2 separate regions of the Choristoneura fumiferana genome follow, and region 2 is linked to region 1. The links are chromatin contacts, called in public Hi-C maps. All regions are on one chromosome and are shown on one strand. Each heading gives the region's core, a stretch centred on a gene start, on an enhancer-like site or on the middle of the called end of the contact. The rest is flanking DNA. Distances are from core to core; before and after follow the strand shown. Region 1 holds the start of LOC141437572 (fork head domain-containing protein FD4-like). Region 2 holds the start of mRF1 (mitochondrial translation release factor 1).

Region 1 (2,700 bases), core at 66-2,565:
CAAATAAGCATTGTTCTAAGCTTACACATCACAAATTACAGTTTCTTGTCTAACGTGATAAAAGTTTATTGTATTTAAAATACCACACAGTGAGAACTTTATATCCTACAAATATATGCTGCTGCTGCTGTTTTTAGCATGATTTTATGGCTTTTTTTATAACACATTTTCTTTTTTCTAGGTATCAGACTATGGTCTGGTCGCTGACTTGTTTAAGGCAGTACCAGAGCTCACTGGAAAGCTGTGAATCAATAGTAAAATGTGCAACAAATAGGTCTTAGTGTATTTACAATTAATTCTGTATTACCTACTGTCATTCGCGCACTATGAGATTTAAAAAAAATGTACAATTGTTGATCGTATTGTCTCTTCAATCATGTGTAAAATGATTTTTAAATATAAAATTGTTACATAATGTCTATTGTTTTATTTGAGATATTAAGCGGTTTTTTATTTCTATAAAGATTCAGTGCAATTTTCATATAATCTTATAAGAGTAGATACATTATTATGTCACCTCTATTAATCCACGGCTTCGCACTCAGTTGAAATTCCAGGATTTCACTGAATTTTCAAAGGAACCCCCAAAATCTACATCGTGAATTTTACTAACGTTGCGAAAAGCCACCGCGCAAAATTTTATGTCTAATTTTAGCGGTTAAAATTTTGGGAATTAATTCGATCTTGTGAGAATTTTGGGATAAAAGTGACTTGTGATGTGTTGTTCCGGACATTTACTCATTTATATAACTAATTTCATCTAAATCCGCCCATTCGTTTTACATGGAGGAGAAACAAACATAATACATATATACATGCACACGCACACAGCTACCTAACTTATTTATTTGTAAATCAAAAATGCCGCTACTCGACGCTAGATGGCGTAAGCTCTACTTTACGCCAACTACATTTCATTAAACGTGTGAAAATAAAGTCTCAATACAGAAAGTTTATTTCAATTCGGATACAGTTATCTTGTTCTCAAAATACGCCTCTTTCGTTTTGGATGATTTATATTTCCCTAGCTAAGAATGTAGGTAACATCACCCACCTATCATTATTAGATACTTTACAATGTAACTCTCGTAATCGTAAGTCGCTATTGTATAACACTGCGTGTAGGTATTTATACAAAAGGTATAAACGTTGCGTAGTCAATCACTTCGGTAATAATAGTGATACCTAGTACATAAGAGTGAGATGCGGTTTGTTCGGCGAGTGGCATCCTCGTTATCATAGCTGCGGGCGACAGAGCGCGGGGCGGCGCGGCCCGGGCCCCGCCCGGCCGCCACGCCTCGCGCACACGGCGTGACCATGCCGCCGCCACCGCGCGAATCTTAGAAACAAGCCACCCTACTCGTACATTTCTTTAACGGCGATGGCGATCTGGAGCTCGCCGGAGCGCATGCTGCCGCTGTCGGAGATCTACCGGTTCATCACGGACCGGTTCCCGTACTACCGGCGCAACACGCAGCGCTGGCAGAACTCGCTGCGCCACAACCTCAGCTTCAACGACTGCTTCGTGAAGTGCCGCGCCGGCCGGACCGGCCCGGCAAGGGCGCCTACTGGACGCTGCATCCGCAGGAAGGAACAGGAAGAGAAGGATAACGTTGCGCCTGATATAACGATACATTTTATTTTGAAAAGTTTCAAAATAAGTGAGTGTCAGTATGAAATTGCTAAATAGGGAATATTACTGCAATTTTATCCCGTCAGAGTGCAGCACTAGCACATACCATATGTGTGTTTTTTATGTTTATAATGTATATTTTGTTTTATTATGTTTATGTTTTATGAGTAGTAAGTAGTCACCAGTACGCTCGCCGTTCATCGCATTTTCATACAAAAGTAGTTTCGTTCTAATTTACAAACAACACACTGAAACAAAATAAAATCAATGTAACAAAATAATTTTAAGTTTTGTATGAGATATGGAAATTCGTTAATGTTTTTTTGTATTTTATTTTAACCAAACCTAATTACATATAAGCATCGTAATGACTGCACCCATTATAGTTGAAAAGTTGTATTCTTCTTCTTGGAAACGACTGGAGGTAGGTATTAATAAAAGTTACTTCCTTTAAAGAACCTATCTTAACTCAGATGTCTCTCGACTAACTATAGAGATTGTTTAACTTCCCACCTCATGACTCTACGAGGTAGTAATTACCTACGTACCTAAATATGAAACTAGAAACATGTTAATGTTAAAGTTAATGATATGAAATTATAAGATAACTATATAGCCTTTAGCCGCGGGGTCGCACGCGTAAACCTTTAGATCTATCGCAATTGAAATTCTGGGATTTCTAAAACATTCCTAGAGGAATTTCCAAAAATAACAGCATGGTAAGTTGCCAAAAAACACCCGTGCCTAATTTAATGTCTCCAAAAATCCTGGAGGTGGTAATTTTGTTACTTTTACCAGAGCCCGTGGGAGTAGCAAGATAAAAAGTATAAGTCCAGGCATCTCCATACCAAATTTTATCCAAATCCATTCAGGCGTTTTAGCGTGGAGGTAATAGACTCACGCACTCACGCATACATGCACATACAATAGTTATTTGTGCAACAAGAGAGCAAAGTCGTTTTTTGGTGCGAGTGTTGATTTTGAATCCCGAGGAAGCGAAGGATTCTATACCTACCTAATTGAATCACGAGCGTCAGCGAGTGGTTCTAGGTTAGAATCCTGAGAGC
Region 2 (2,700 bases), core at 40-2,539, 170 kb after region 1:
GCCGGGTCTCTACTGCGAGCGGCGGGCAGTGAGCCGCCTCACGCCGCAAGTGCATTACTCTAAAACATTTTTAACAAAAAATTTAACCAACTACAAAAAACCATGAAAATAATTTTCTTCCAGTCTGAAGCCGGTCGGTGCCTCAGCACGAGCCAGCAGGAGTGGACCTATAGTCATCTACCTCACCTACGCACTTTATATTGGGTTTCAATTACTCCTGCTGGCTCGTGCTGAGGCACCGACCGATATTATACCTATATTGTATTTCGAAATGAGAAACCGTAAGCAAGGCATTAATATTTGCAATGTACCTGTTCCTCATGCACAACATATCCTTCTTCTTCTTTTTTAATAGGTGTATAAATCCTCGTGTCACATTGTTTGTAACCAAACTGCTCTGAAACGGATTGACCTATTTTTGTTTTTTTTTGTGTATATTCGGTAGGTCTGAGAATAGACGTAATAGTACATTGTGTCTTAAGGGTGGTAAATAAAGAATTACAAACGAGTCGACTTCGGGCTTTAATGAGTCGATGTTCGTAATCCTAGTACCGCCCGTGCGACATACAATGTTTTTCATCACATTTGTGAGTAAAATTGTATATTTGTAAAAGAAAAACTAATATTTTTTCAAAAATTGCCGATACCGCTTACTACGCTCTTGGCGCTGCAGCACGCCATGCAGTAACAAACTCATTTACCGACCTTGGGCTTCATGACAAGAAAATTAGTACGGGCAATGACTCATTTACCGACCACGGGTTTCATGACAGGCACATTAAGGTCGAGGGTTTTTTTTGGGGGGTTGCAAGCAAGGTAGCCTGCATGGTACGACACTGTTTACGAGCAAGTGTACAGTCGCAGGCAACCGCTAGTTGTTTTATAAAATCCTTCTATTTTCAGCTACGATTGCGCCATCTATTTTAAGCTTAAGAACCAAAATAGTTTTTCTATTCAACACCAGATGGCAGAGAAAAAGAGTTGATTATAGCTCCATCTTTTGAACAATACAAAAAACAAAGTATTCATATTCAAGTCACTATGCAAACGATTCAGTACAGCTACTCAACAAAAGATGGCAGATTAGTACTGTTTAACTATTTGATAACGCTAGCACACGAAAAAATTAGAACTGCTAATTTAATCAAATTGTTTTGTTTATCAATAATTATTTTATTGCTACCTGCTGTTACGATAAAATAATTTTTGAAACCGTTGAAATAAGAAAATAAGACTTCATTTTGACAGCTGTCAGTCTATCATGCGACATATTATGAATATGATGTATGTCAATGTCAATAAATGAAATAACCTCCAAATCGAAATGTTATTATAAAGTTGGCAGAAACAGAAAACTCAATAAAAGAAATTACTTATAACTAAGAAAATTACAGTTTGTTAACATTCAAACATGTTGCTTTCAAAGGTTTTTGGTTTGAGATCGTTGGCTAAATTCGAAAGATATTCTCTCCTATTCCGTCAATGTTATTCTTCTGAAAATACTGTGAAGTTATCTGATCCAGCGGTGCAGAAGTATCTTAGTCATTTGATGGTTGAACATGAAAACTTGCTCGTGAAGACACGTCGCTCCGACGAAGAAGTTAGACGCCTTAGAGCTATCAAACCCATTGTAAACGTGCTTGAGCAAAGAATAGCTTTATACGACAGCATTGAGTCGCTCAGAGAACTCAACAAAAAAGAAGGTGACGATGATGAAATCAAGAAGATGATTAAAGAGGAAGCGGAAATATATCTATCACGACTGAAGCAGATAGACAGCGACCTGCAAGCGGTATTACTGCAACCTTATTTATCAGATGGTGGTATCCTATTAGAAGTTACTGCAGGCGCCGGCGGCCAAGAAGCGATGCTTTTTGCACGAGAACTCTTTGATTTGTATGACTCATATGCAAAGTACAAGGACTGGGATGTAAATATAGCATCAATTGAAAAGTCTGACATTGGGGGGTTACGGAAAGGCTCAATGTTGATATCGGGCATTGGTGTCCCAGAGCTCATGAGAGTTGAGGCTGGAGTACACAGAGTCCAAAGAATCCCGTCAACTGAGAAAGGAGGCCGTATACACACTAGCACTGTATCTGTAGCAGTTTTACCTCAACCTACAGAAGTTGAATTGGATATCCCCGAACGGGATATTTCGATAGAAACAAAACGAGCAAGTGGTGCTGGTGGACAACATGTCAATACAACTGATAGCGCTGTGCGAATTACTCACCTGCCCACCGGTACTGTAGTTGACTGCCAAGAAGGTAGGTCTCAGATAAAGAACAAAGAGATTGCAATGCAGAAATTAAGAACACTCCTGCTACAGAAACAGCTTGAAGAACAATCTTCAAAGGTCAATGCTGAGAGAAAATCACAGGTGAATATTTAGTTGCTACTAAATATATAAATGAGAACCAATAATTAAAAAACTTGGCATTATTCAGCTAAAATGAGTCTATAAATATTTCCATAGAGATAGACAATTACACATCATTACTAAATTAAAAAGAAAAAAACTGATTACTTCAGACTGAATTAATTCTAAAGAGAGCTTCTGTGCTCCATGGTGCCCAAAAGGCTGGAAGCATTTCCTTGTTTAAATTACTATGCTAGCTGCCAGCCTTTTTCTAAATCAAATAAGGATAATCATTTGTATCACTTACTTTTTTACTACTGAGTATTTACTATAGTATA

Evidence for each region. Hi-C and Micro-C count contacts between places; a contact is called where the count stands out from the background.
Region 2: a Hi-C map of whole pupa shows a contact between it and region 1, with 7 times the contacts expected there. The contact joins the promoter of mRF1 here to the promoter of LOC141437572 in region 1. A contact is called at or near these places in 2 of 2 Hi-C or Micro-C datasets (both in whole pupa).

What each region holds. Positions count from the first base shown.
Region 1 is chr18:17,130,495-17,133,194 of NRCan_CFum_1, forward strand. LOC141437572 (fork head domain-containing protein FD4-like) reads left to right here and starts at 1,316. Exons shown (of 2, transcript XM_074101003.1): 1 at 1,316-1,529; 2 at 1,532-1,720. The coding sequence starts at 1,316. The coding sequence ends at 1,611. wal (electron transfer flavoprotein subunit alpha wal) reads left to right here. Exons shown (of 7, transcript XM_074102125.1): 7 at 182-415. The coding sequence ends at 247.
Region 2 is chr18:17,300,329-17,303,028 of NRCan_CFum_1, forward strand. It overlaps mRF1 (mitochondrial translation release factor 1), which reads left to right and starts at 1,290. Exons shown (of 2, transcript XM_074102372.1): 1 at 1,290-2,383. The coding sequence starts at 1,412.